4 separate regions of the Mus musculus genome follow, and regions 2, 3 and 4 are each linked to region 1. The links are chromatin contacts, called in public HiCAR-type and HiChIP or PLAC-seq maps. All regions are on one chromosome and are shown on one strand. Each heading gives the region's core, a stretch centred on a gene start, on an enhancer-like site or on the middle of the called end of the contact. The rest is flanking DNA. Distances are from core to core; before and after follow the strand shown.

Region 1 (3,105 bases), core at 242-2,741:
AAATAGACGAAGGACTTGTTTCAATTTCAACTTCACAAGGATCCCTTTCTAATCACTCCTTTCTTCCCTGATTTTTTTTAATTAAAAAATACAGATCAAAGTAAATTTTCATCTCCTGGTATTTTTTTTTTTCTTAATGGGGTTGATACAGCTCCTGGAGGCAGTTACCCTTCACTTTCTCCCCAGAATCTTCTTCTAAAACCAAAATTTAATAGTAGCCTCGGTTTGCCAAATATGACCCTGCTAGTGATTCAACATCTCACAAAACCTTCAGTTCATAAACCAGGATACTAAAAAAACTATCAACCAAAGCCGTGGCGGGAAACCTTCTGAGTCCCCGGGGCCCAACTCCACTGCGTGTAAGGACCCCGCAATTCCCGAACCCTTTGGAGTATCGCAAGCTCCTCATTAGCCCTGCTGGCATGTCCGCACAGACACAGCATGGCAGAAGACCCGCACAGGTAGCCTTTCGGCATCCTGGCCACGGTCCGTCGAACCTTACACCCCTTCCCAGGGAGGGGAGAGTACCAGAAGGCAGAATGCATGGGTGCCCATGTCTAAGAAAATAGCTCCTGGAGATGGGAGCGAGTTCTGTACCTACAGTTCGCTAGCTCTCAGGGGCTGGGAGGGGGTGCGTTGGGGACAAGATTAGGTGACACCCCGCTCAAGGAAGCCTCTCTATCCCGGGTCGCGCTTTAGAGCAAAGCAGGACTACAGCCTCTTTTGCAAAGCTAGCTCTGGCTAGGTTCTCTCTCCTAATGAAGCAGTCCTCAGTCCCCCACTGGTGTTGAAACTTAGAGTTGACTCCCTCCTCTCCCACTCTTATAGTCTAAGTGGAAGCAAACCCACCAAACCCCACAGTTCTTCCCAATGACCTCTCTTCCAAGGCCTTCTCTCCTTCCCGCCTCTCCTGGCCCGCACCTCCCTAAAGTAGGTTGGATAGACGCAGTAACATATATGGAGGTGCCTTTTAGCCTCCATCATCCCACCTCCAACACTGTTGGAGAAGGAAGGAGGAATAGGCCAACTTTTGCCTCGGTTACAGCCTGAGCCCCATCCCCAGCTTCTACTACGGGTGCACCTCGAATCCTCAGAATAGCGCCCCTCTCCAGGTTGCCCTGCTCACCATTGGTTCCTGCAGAAGCGGGCTCGCCAGCAGCTGCTTCTGGGGACCTCTAGAAAGCTGCAATGAACCTGGTCGAGGGCCAGAGACTGGATCGCTGCAGGCTCCAAGACGGTTTAGACGAGAATCCCATCAGGGACGGAGACCAGATACTCAGGCTGGGTTGCAGCGCAGCGGCGTCTTAGGCTGGGGTCTCTCAGCTCGGATGCCGAACTCACCTAGCTTCCGGGCCAGGCCTCGCGCTCTTGCCTTCCCACCCTCCAGCACCACCCTCTCACATCTACTCCTTCCTTCTCTTTTCCCTCCCTCTCTTTCTTCCCTTCCTCCCCAGTCTTTCCCCCCAGCGGCCCCTCCCTTCTTCCCTCCTCCCTTAATCGCCTCCCCTTCTGGGGATGGGAGCCCCGCCCACATCCTCCCATCCAGCCACGGGGCCTCGCCTCGCCTGGCAAGGCCCGGGTCCGGAAGATTGCACAGCTCCCCAGCCCTCAGTTGCCACCTTGGCTGGGACCGATGCCTCCAGCTCGGGAAGCAGCCGGGGCTCACCTGGGGACCACGTGCAAGAGGTACTAGAAAGCATGCACCAACTAGTCTCTGTACCTTCCAAAAATACCCATGGGAGTCTGGGCTTCCCTGAGTTTAGAATAACTGCTGCCCAAACTGATGATTAAAACACTGAGTAATCACCATTTACCCCGAGTAATTAGAGATAATGAAACACCTCTAAAATCAGGTTATGGAGAAGGGAGCTGTTGGATTGGTTTAAAGGGTGGCCTTCCGTAAACTGTTAAAGGATTCCCAAACGTTGAAACAGGCTGTGAGCAGGGCTGTGTGCCCGAAGGAGATACCTCTTCAACTATTAGGAGGTGACTTTCCCCCCAAAAAAGTTTTTGTGAGATGTTTCTTGTGGACATTTGAGAATTGCACCAACCCCCCTTAAACTGGGTGCCCTCCATCGATCCCCCAGGTCTAACATTTCAAGTGCACAGAGGTAGTTTGCAGGCACTTGGCAGGCAAACAGGCCTAGGCCTTGTAAGACAATTAGAAAATCCTATTTATATCTCTGAAGCCTTCTTAACTGCCAGATGGTTATTTTGTTTGTTTGTTTGTTTGTTTGGGACCTTCCAGGAAGGTAACACAGTGCCTTTTAGGCCATGTAGAGAAAAAAACAAAGTGCCCTTTGGCCCCTTTTTAAAAGAAGGGAGATGAGGAATTGAGTCTTTCATAACAACAGTAAGAACAAGAGTTGGTAATCATGCTAGCTGGGAGGTGGAATGTGGCCGGCTTTTAAACCTTCCCAAACAGGAGCTAATTTCACACCCTGCCTCTGATGGAGCTGGGAAGGAACTATCAGCTTCATCTTTGTTTTTACAAACGAGGATGGGGAAGGTGAGCCAGGCTAAGAGTATTTGCCCAGAGCGCTGAAGGAAATCACAGCCTCTGCTAAAGGGAAAGCTGCAGGGAAGGGGTGAGGCCAGCAGCCCAGAGCTTCAGGTAGCTCTCAAAGGGCTGGAAGATAGCAATTTCCGGTTCTTGGTTTCTGGGGTGGGTGTTATACTCCCTTGTCACCACAAAGCAGTCTTGACCTAGGGCCGCTCATCTGACCTTTGTACTTACACACCTTCAGAATTTAAAAAAAAAAAAACAGGAACGAGTTCCTGTATTCTACTGGCCAGAGACAAAGGGTGAGAAGGAATGTCAGGTTGGAAGGAGTGTTAGAGGCTGAGCACAACATCCTGACCATCCCCAGCCTGGAGCACACTGTATGCCCCTGACTAAGTCCTTTCATTCCAATGGGTACCACCTCTCTCATCCAGAACAGAAAGATCAGCTCAGGTCTCCATGAGCCCTTTCTATTAGAAGACGATTGATTCCCTGCGTCACTGTCACTTTAGTGAAGTCACATTGGAAACATACCTTCTTTCATTTGAAATCGTTTCTAAGTACACCTTCTCTTTTAATCTCCGATTAATCAAGGTATGGCA
Region 2 (3,105 bases), core at 152-2,651, 250 kb after region 1:
CATCGAAATATGGGCAGAACTGAGCAGATGTCAGATCTGGAGGCAAGACTGTGGGAGACTGCAAGCTAAAGGAGGGTAAGAGGACAAGCCAACAGGGTCCACTGAGACCCAAGAAGGCTCAGAGCCATGGAGACCTCATGAGTAAGCCAGGGGGTTCAGGCAGTCTCTCTGTGCCTGCAGTAGGCCCATGGATGCTGCAAGTAAAGGTCACTCCCACCCAGAGCCAACCTTAAACAGAGTCAGGTCTGGAGTCTTAGAAAACTAGCCTTGGGGGGCTGGGGACGGGGTGGGGAAACATATGCTACACATACTAGAAACCTCTTGAGCAAAGGAGACCTGTCTCCACCCTCCTGGCCAATGAGAAGACTGCTTTCTAGGGGTATCTTTGAGGCTGAGGAGGTCTGGGCACCTGTCATACATTAGGTGGAGAGTAGGGAAGGGCTGAGTCATGCTGGGAGGCCAAACCTTCCCATCACTCCCTGCCCTGTCCTCCTTCTCCCCCACTGGAATGACTCAGAGGAACAGCTAAGGTGACTCAGAGAGAAAGCCTTCCCAGTTCCCAAGAAAACACGCACTCGGCCAACAACGAGGTGTATTTCCTTGTGGCTGTGTTATTTTAATGGCAAATGTGTCTCCATAACGGAGCCAACATCCTAGCCAAACTACTCTGGGCCAAACCACGCTGGGTCACACGGCAGGCCACTTTTAGTGGGGAGTGACTGTTTACAATAAATCCAGGCAGGCCTTAAAATGTCAATTTATTCTTCCTAAAAGCTGAACCACACCATGAGAAATGATTGAATCCATCAAGGGACTCCAAGACTCATTATTTTAAGTGGGACGACCAGTTATGAGGGATGTTAGCAGCTGGAGCCCTAGGGAAAGGCTTGTGTGACTGTGGGGAGGCCAGGGTGCCAAGACCCAGAGGTGGATGCTGCCCAATTCTTTCTTCATTTGTCCTCCTTTCTCTGATTCTTGGCTTTGGACTGCTGTGTACAACACTGCCTCTAACACCTCTCCTGGATGTGGAGTTAGGAGATGAAATATCCACTGTTGTTGTTCTAGGTCGCCAAACACAACATAGGTGACGGCTCAAAACTACCTGCAGAGATGTTTCCTTTATGGTCACTCTAACTCTCCTCCTCATCTTCCTCCTCCTCCTCCTCCTCCTCCTCCTCCTCCTCCTCTTCCCATACCCACTGCCCAAGTTTCAGAATCTCTATTAACAGGAGAGGCATCGGAAGGCTTCCAGACATCTTCCTTCCTACTGGCTTACCTTGGTCAAGACTCTAAAGAGAATGATATGGCAATTTCTATTTTCTGTCCCCTCCTTGTCCTCAACCCTGTTAGCATCGGAAGCTGTTTACAGCCAGCCTCTGAATCTATCGATGACATCATCCCTAGGCGACAAGGACCCTCATGCATCTGTTGCCATAGCAACTGGCACACACCTCCTGCACATGCATCACCTTTGTTACCTACATCACGGCCCAGATAAAGGACACAAACCCCAGTCCATAGCCCTCCTCTCTCTCTCTCTCTCTCTCCTCCCCCCCCCTCTCTCTCTTTCTCACTTCCCCTCTTTAAAGAAAGACCTCCCAAAGTGAGAAATGTGCTGGTGTGGCATGATCTGTCCAGGAATATACCACTTTTCAACTAACAAACCCAACGTTAGGTGACTACAAATAACTTCCTTGAAGCTTCCTCCCTCTTTGTCCTTTAGAGAGTCCTTCAGTGCCATCCTACAGATTAATTCACACCGGTCAGTAGGGTCTGGGTAACTTACTGGCCATCTGCACCAGTCTCTTAGGTGGTGACAGAGAGAAGAAACCCTTGTCTGAAAAAAATATTCTCTGGTAAAAAGACAGTGTCTGTTAGAGTGGGGTCCTGAGGAGTCCCCAAGTTCTTACCTGGTATTATAAAAGTGCCTGGAGCTGGGGAGGGGCTGACAGAGGAGTCTGGCAGGCTGAAGGGCCACACATTCAGTCTCTGGGCAATACAAGGCCTCAGTTATCATCTTGTGAGGATGCAGGCCCCTCGTGAGCCTCTAGCCATCCCAGAGGGTCTAGACAGAGAACTCGTCTCAGTCTTCCTTACTCCAGTATATTTTTAAGTAGGCAATCTCAACATGCATAGGTTAGCTACTGAAAAATATGCCAGCATAGGGCTGCAGAGATGGATCGTTGGGTAAACTGGTTGGCAGGAAATACGAAAAACAGTTGGGATCCCCAGCATCCGTGGGAATGCTAGGGAGGCATAGCAGCCTACTATCTACTCCAGTGCTCTAGGGATGGAGAGAGGATCCCTGGGTCACACTGGCTAGCTGGACTAGCAGGCTCATCAGGTTGTAGGATCAATGTGGGACCCAGCTTTAATATATAAGGTGGAAAACAATCAGGGAAGGTACCTCTGATCTAAACCACACACACACACACACACACACACCAAAGTAATTAAATAGTCCTCATTAGCAAGTTGCAATTGCTTTTAGCTTTTCCTTGACCCTGCTATGTGAAGAATCAAAATGACCCACACTAATGTTTGCTAATATCAGGAAGATGTAAAGTGGTTTTAGTCTGTGGAGTTGGGGGTCCTCTCCCCAAGGGACCAGGTAGACAAGGTCAGCCTCTAAGCACCAGACAGCTCCTGGTTTGCGGGGTCCTGTAAATCTGCCGACAAATGAAATGGAACTCCTGTTCTTCCCCTGACCTGTACACCTACCTCCAGAACGAACTCTCAGACAGCCTGACACTCGTGACAACATCAGGTGCCACTCCAAAATTCTACTTGAACTCACTGCCGTGGTGCATGTTCCACTCTGGTCTAGATCTCACTCGGACAAGTGTGTGCCTCAAAGGCCATGCCTGTATTTGAGAAGTTGGAGAGGTTAAGTATCTAAATACTGAAGGCCATGTCTTCAATTTACAGAAATTCCTGATCACAGAAACATTTTTCACTCTAGTACTTCAGCCCCAGACTGGAAGTTGTGGAGTCTGTCTGGGAGCCGGTTATCTCCTGACCAGTGATCCCATGGCTCCCAAACACTGAAGGCGAAAAAACTTGAATCTTCAAATACAGATTGAAGGGACAAAGCACACATGCATA
Region 3 (3,105 bases), core at 397-2,896, 210 kb after region 1:
CAACAGGTATAGTCTCTAGATTACTGAGAAAAACCCATCCTGAAATCCTCACCCAACAGAGACTAGGCCCAGCTTGATCTTTAAACTGTCCAGCCAATCAATCATTATCGGCTTTACCCTCCACCCCCAGCAACCTTTCTCTGTTGGTGGAAGCTAGGGTCCTGTGAAAAACCGAGGAAAATGAGAGGAGCTTAGGGTGGGACCAGAACGGCAGGGACATCCAATCCAGCCTCCACCTCAGTGGTCGGGCAACAGAATCCTCTCAGACATTATCTGGGATGTGAATCCTTCCTGTGAGGTCCTTGATCATTGTATCTGCCACAACATCAACCTGCTCTTAAACAGTAGCACCGGTGAAATTTCTGAGCTGCTGGAATGTGCTCCCAAATGATGTGTTCTGGTTGAAATAAGTGCAGAAAGGAAAAATCTCCCTTAGCTCTTCGCAGAACTCAGAGAGGAGCAGCTCTCACTGCATACCGTTCTCCTTAGCACTCACACACTTGGCAGGTACCATCTTGCCAGTTCCTTAAGAGACTTGCTTACAGAGGTTGATACTGGCAGCCGATCCAGACTCCGAGATACAGCTGGGGTCTGATGCCTGCAGAGGGAAGGGAGTCTAGCTGAAGGTCTATAATTTACCTGTCTGATACCAGATCCCAGTGAAGGCTTCATTCACCCTCCAGAGCAGCTTCGTGATGGGGGCCCAGCCTTGGGGTGGGGGGCTATCTACCCTCATTTTAAGGCCTTGTAGTCATTTCCTCGCTAGTGTGAGGGAAGGTTTTGTACAGTTATAAAAGAATAGAACACTCTCCTCTTAGTTCCTAATATATTATGTCCTCCCCTGCCGAGTCCCGGGACTTAGTCTGGATTTGGTAACTAAAGTAATATAAATGTTAGCTAAGAAGCATTCCCGCAATATGGTTCCAATTTAGGCTTGTTTTGAAGTCTAAAGGCCCAATATGTCTCGTAGATTCTTCGCTGGACATTAGCGTTAATGTAATTTGCGGAGGAGCACAGGCCAGTGAAGAAGGGAGGCCCTAGCCCTCTTTGGATGGGATCTGGGCCTTTCCCATGGCCAGGAGTTGCCTGTGCTTGCCTAGAGTACCCTAGGTCTCGGGGTTCACTCTGGAAATTGCCCTATACTTGAGAGAGTGATAGAAGAAGCATATGGGTGCAGTATCCTGTTCCCAGAGACCTTGCCCTGACTCTGCAAAGGAACATTCCCAGGCCAAGGCAAGCCTCCCTCTGCAAGCTGTTTGCACTTTACTTCAATAACGGCTCTCCCCTAGTTTCACGCATGCCTTTTCAGAGTCAAGCTAGGCACCCCCTTGCGGGGGCGCCCACGAGGACCCCGCAGGCCAGCTCACACCCCCTTCCTAGGTGCCCCCACCCCTGCATTCCCCGTAATGAGCATCCCCCCACCCCCTTGGAACTGCCTGCCCTTTATCTTGCTGGGGGGACCCGCACCTTTTGAACTGCCATCTGTAGATTGTGTTGGTGCAGTGACTTGTTAACTGTGCCATGCTGTGAAGGAAATGGCATGATTTAGATCAAGTGCTCAGGACGGCTGTTCATAAGAAACACTTGAGCCAAGCTGTTGCTGCTCGGAGCGTGCCCTGGGGAGACGGGTTCCGTTTTGGGTCACGGTCCTGCCTTGTATGAGGGCAGGCGCAAAGCAATCCCGGACTTCACTGGGGCTGCAGGGAGGGGGGAGGGGAAGGGCATTATGAACCATGAAGCTGCCAAATTAACTTCTCACCCTTTCAACCACACTCCAGAGAATAAAAGCTGAACATGTCTGCCTCAGAACCAGGCTCGGTTTATGCCAAACAAGTTCTTTCTCTAATTTATCAGCCCAGCTAGCTATCCTAATTACGGGAAATTTCTGCTGTTTATGCAACCTCTTTCTGAAGAGGTACAATGAATAACCAGCTGGGAAATGGCTCGTGGGGAGTTTTGTGAACTGGGACTTCACCCCAAAACTACCTATCAAAGAAAATAAAAATAAACTGCTTCTGGTTCTGACGGACCAAAAAAAAAAAAAAAATTGAATGGAGGAACCACGGCAGGTAAACGTAGGTCATTAAGTCCTCTGAAATGGCAAGTATCTATATGTGAAATCTAATTAGAGACAAAGGTGAGGCCAAGACAGTGTTATAAAAAGGGAGCCTTTGGCTTCATTCATCAACTCTCAGGCTAATTCCACGGACACCCATTTGTCCATTATATGGAAATAAATGATTAGGGTCATTCTCTAAGACAAATTTACTTTTCTGCACACTCTAAATCTGTTTAGTCAGTTTAAAGGTGTCAATTATTGGAACAGGCTAAGACTATGAATTTCTTAGTAATAGCTTTAATAACGTTTTGAAATGAAAAGCAGATACCTTGAAATCAGCCTGCTTTGAAAAGACCTATGAGGGGCTCTGGTTTTCATTTGTGTGGCGTTCTACATCTGGAATCCCTTATAATTAAAACTAAAAACCGAACTACTACTTCCACCTGTCAAATGATGAAAAGATGGATGCACTAATAAGTTACTAAATAGCCCAACATGATCGAGTTTACATTGGAGTCCGCTACAGTAAAACAGAACTCTGGACAGGAGGCTAAAGGTCTCGGTCATTACTAATAACACTCTCGGCATTAGCCTGTGCGTCCTGCTGTAACTACTGGCGGGGTCTCTTAAAATAAGAGTGGCTTGTTGGGAAGTCTTTGTTTAAAAAGGAAACATAAACTTCAGAAAAGAATATTTAAAACACATAAACTGACCAGACTTTGCTTCCCAAAGTTTGTTTGCAACACTTCTGAAACTCTTTTTTCCGGGGCTTCTTATAGCAATGCCATGCAGCTGCTAAATTTGGTACGCACAAATGTCTACCAAACATTCGTGTTGAAACAAACAAACAAACAAACAAACAAACAACCCACCCTTGTGCCAGCCCTGGAGATATGGCACTGAGTAAATATGTACCTTTCTTTGTATGTAATGTAGAAATAGAAAAGCATGCAATAGTTTCCTCTTTCTTCAGAATGAATAAGCAAGTATGCTTTTGCCTAGATTCTGTTAAGAAGCGACAGCTCTCTCAAACCTCTCTCTGTCAC
Region 4 (3,105 bases), core at 159-2,658, 130 kb before region 1:
GGCCCTCTCCACACATGTTCAAAGTGAGATTCAATTAGAACCCCTAGGAGGTTCAAGCAGTTATAGAACTGTTTGAAGAGGAAGGAAGGCTGGAGAGAGAACTACCAGGTACTTGGAAACCTAGGCTACACATCACCTGAAGTGAGAAAGAGAAAGGTAAAAACCAGAGAAAAGAGCATCTGAAATCTGCCTGGAGTCCCCAGCTGCACAAGTGGCTTTGAGGTCAAGCTCTATATCCGTTCTTCTGGCTCCTCCAGATCCTTCACTGGAGGGGAGCTCCGGAGGCACCAGAGGGTGTGCACTTGCATCTTGCACACATGGGTTTCCAAAGCACTCATTCACTAAATACCAGGTGACTGGGCTCCTACAGACCTGCAGCCCAGGCTTGTCTCCAGAGCTCTGTGGCAAGCTATTGCTCTTCCTCACTAAGACTAAGTTTCCCCATCTGTCAAGTGGAAATGTAAATGCCATCTAGCTACATTCTTGTTTGATAGACAAAGAATAATCTACATATGTAGTATGCACTCAGCTAATACAAAACAAAACAAACAAACAAAAATCAAGCAATGGGCTCTTGAAGAACTCACCAATAGGAACAAATAAAAACAAAGTGATGATATGTCAGAGAGGGACCGTCTAAGAACACAAGCCAAAGGCTGGGCTTGCTAGTCCCTTCTCTCCTGCTTGCTAACACCAGCTGGCAATAAGAAAGGTCTTCAGTAGAATGTGCCATTTGCCTCTTTGCTGACCTCTCATTCCTTAACCCTGATTCCTGGTATCCCCTTTGGTCTGAAAGCGTGGCTTCACTCCAGAGATTTCTTGGTGCTGCCATGGCTCATCCAACTACAATCGCCCTTGCTGACCACTGTCCATGGGGCAGGCTTCATTAACGTTCACTCAAAAGACCCTAGGAAGTGAAATGCAGCCGAATGTTGGGGACCTTAACCTTAACTTAATCTTGAGTGATATGACTTAGCCAGCATATCATTGCCACATCCACCAGGGAACAAACTATATTGCTGCTAAGTGGTCAGAATCAGCCAGTGAGGCACCCACTAGGCTTCCACTGCACATAGATGAGCCATGGCAGCACCAAGAAATCTCTGGAGTGAAGCCACGCTTTCAGACCAAAGGGGATACCAGGAATCAGGGGTAAGGAATGAGAGGTCAGCAAAGAGGCGAATGGCACATTCTACTGAAGACCTTTCTTATTGCCAGCTGGTGTTAGCAAGCAGGAGAGAAGAGACTAGCAAGGTATTACACACACACACACACACACACACACACACACACACACACACACACTTCTGAAAGTGGGGAAATCAGCATAGCACTGTCTCAGGCTGTGGTCATGATTTTCTGTTAATATTAAGTGAAAGTGTTCCATAGTTCTCTTGACCGAGATGGGTAAGGTTCAAACTCCACTAACACAGAAACCAGGGCTCCGAAAGGGCTAGTCAGACTAAGGAGGCTGGAATGAACACAGCATGGTTTCTCCTAGCTAGCAACCAGCCCCTTTTCCTTGCCAGTACCCCCGATTTCTATGTAAACAGTACTCTGTGCCTCCCCTCACCTAAGTCCTGAAAGGCTGGATTTCATTTGCATATTTGAAGGACACAAAGGTGCCAGGCTTCTGCAGTTAGCAGATTCCAAACCTCCAGTGAGAGGTGAGAGTCACTGGCTCAGGGACCACAAGTGATCCCAGTTGGACCATTCTGATCAAGAGCTGGAGACTGAGTGATTGAACTAAGAAAAGGAGGGAGGGAGGGAGGAAGGGGGTCTGCTGGGATTGAATTTGCCAGGAAAGCATTAGGCACAACCCACTTTGTGAAGAAAGTTAGAATCCTTAATGTCAGTCTGGATCCTTCAACATTCAAAGGCCCACTCCTAAACTTGACCTGTGAACAAGTCAATGATTCTTCTTTTCACTCATGTAAATTAAGACATTTGCTACTCAAGAGAAAGATGCTGCCTAAGTAAGAGACATGTGTAGATAAAAGACCACAGATACTGCTACCAACTCACACCTAGAGCAAACAGATTTTGTGACTATAAGTAACAGGAGATTTGGGTGAGAGAGAGAAGATGGTTCCTGTTGGCGTTTTTGTCTAAGCTCTGCCCCACAATTACCTGGCAATGACCAGGTATGCCTGACTCACTATAAAAAGGGTTGCTTGTCTCCTCCTCTCTCTCTTGCTCTTTCCTTCTTGTTCCTGCTCTGTCCTCTCGCCCCTTCCCCCCTTTCTTCCCTTTCCCCTCCTTCTCTCTCTCCACTTGCTCATGCCCAGTTTCTTCCTCTCCTCTCCTCTCCTCTCCCCTCTCCTCTCCCCCCCTCTGCCTTTCTCTGTCTCTTATTACCCTCTCAACTCCTCTCTCCATGCCCTGAATAAACTATTCTATACTCTATGATCTGCCCTGAGGCTGGTCCCTCAGGGCCAAGGGATGCCTCAGCATGGGTCTGCAGAGGCTCCCCTTCCCCCACACCTGACTGTACATCTACCAATCATATTCCCTCTCTCTTTATCTTTTTATAAACACAACAGCTCTCAATTCATGACCAGAACAAATGACGGATTGAGAAGGAAATTAAAACAAAAAACAAAACAAAACAAACAAACAAACAAAAACCCACCTCACTATTGGGGGCTTTAACAATGAGGATACTCACCAGACGAGAATGGTATTGGAATGTAGACTCTCTGAAAAATAGCCTGAATGTGAGAACAGAGGACAAGAAAATAAATGTGTCCCTGAAGTGAAGAGGAGAGAGTTAGAAGGAACTCAATTCCCACAGATAAGAAAAGTGAGGTAGGATTTAAACAGCATAAAGCATTCCTGTGTGGAGCACTGTTAGGGTAATATTCAGCAGGAAGGGGCACTAAGGTCAAGAGTTTTGTTTCAACATCTAAGCTAGGCTAGCACTTGATGGACAATCAATCTGAAATAGTCTGGTTTCATTGGTATCTGTGGGACTTTTGGGAAATTCCCAGCAGGGCAAAGCTTCATAATGTTCACAACTAAGGCATCATGACTGACAAAGGAGGAAGCAACCTTAGTATATTATTCCACTTTTATGAGGAAAAAACAAAGCAAAACTAAATAATC

The links. HiCAR-type assays count read pairs that join an accessible place to other places. HiChIP or PLAC-seq counts read pairs in DNA pulled down with a chosen protein or histone mark.
Region 2: a contact with region 1 is called in a FOXA1 HiChIP or PLAC-seq map of pancreatic cancer cells. The contact joins the promoter of 4933425B07Rik here to the promoter of Bmp4 in region 1. A contact is called at or near these places in 2 of 39 promoter capture datasets (cranial neural crest and liver), 4 of 484 Hi-C or Micro-C datasets (muscle stem cells, myocytes, nephron progenitors and 1 more), 8 of 115 datasets of contacts at active chromatin or transcription factors (a colorectal cancer cell line, embryonic limb bud, embryonic stem cells and 4 more) and 1 of 9 other capture datasets (adipose tissue).
Region 3: an H3K4me3 HiChIP or PLAC-seq map of embryonic limb bud shows a contact between it and region 1, with 4 times the contacts expected there. The contact joins the enhancer-like site here to the promoter of Bmp4 in region 1. A contact is called at or near these places in 7 of 39 promoter capture datasets (the 3T3-L1 cell line, cranial neural crest, epiblast stem cells and 4 more), 1 of 484 Hi-C or Micro-C datasets (liver), 3 of 115 datasets of contacts at active chromatin or transcription factors (craniofacial prominence, embryonic limb bud and forebrain) and 4 of 9 other capture datasets (adipose tissue, embryonic tail, embryonic trunk and 1 more).
Region 4: a HiCAR-type map of kidney shows a contact between it and region 1, with 2.8 times the contacts expected there. The contact joins the enhancer-like site here to the promoter of Bmp4 in region 1. A contact is called at or near these places in 6 of 39 promoter capture datasets (the 3T3-L1 cell line, frontonasal cranial neural crest, liver and 2 more), 1 of 15 datasets of contacts at CTCF or cohesin (large pre-B cells), 4 of 484 Hi-C or Micro-C datasets (the HL-1 cell line, embryonic stem cells and liver), 3 of 115 datasets of contacts at active chromatin or transcription factors (kidney, large pre-B cells and pancreatic cancer cells) and 2 of 9 other capture datasets (liver and pancreatic islet).

Annotation. Positions count from the first base shown.
Region 1 is chr14:46,389,178-46,392,282 of GRCm38.p6, forward strand. Bmp4 (bone morphogenetic protein 4) reads right to left here and starts at 1,492. Exons shown (of 4, transcript NM_007554.3): 1 at 1,127-1,492. It overlaps Gm15222 (predicted gene 15222), which reads left to right. Exons shown (of 1, transcript NR_166856.1): 1 at 1-105. RefSeq lists promoters at 1-1,124, 1,175-3,105, 1,175-2,581.
Region 2 is chr14:46,636,022-46,639,126 of GRCm38.p6, forward strand. It overlaps 4933425B07Rik (RIKEN cDNA 4933425B07 gene), which reads right to left and starts at 1,402. Exons shown (of 5, transcript NR_046460.1): 1 at 1,277-1,402.
Region 3 is chr14:46,603,720-46,606,824 of GRCm38.p6, forward strand. 4933425B07Rik (RIKEN cDNA 4933425B07 gene) reads right to left here. Exons shown (of 5, transcript NR_046460.1): 4 at 1,468-1,524; 5 at 1-598. Among named protein-coding and RNA genes, the nearest start is that of Gm41146, 21 kb to the right of the region's middle. Within about 2 kb of position 1,647, at least 21 of the 459 cell types and tissues checked have an H3K27ac peak or open chromatin away from gene starts, as enhancers often do. A contact at or near this core is called in embryonic limb bud, liver and second pharyngeal arch cranial neural crest, where this site is marked.
Region 4 is chr14:46,259,118-46,262,222 of GRCm38.p6, forward strand. No RefSeq gene overlaps it. Among named protein-coding and RNA genes, the nearest start is that of Gm34499, 40 kb to the left of the region's middle. Within about 2 kb of position 1,409, at least 8 of the 459 cell types and tissues checked have an H3K27ac peak or open chromatin away from gene starts, as enhancers often do. A contact at or near this core is called in kidney and liver, where this site is marked.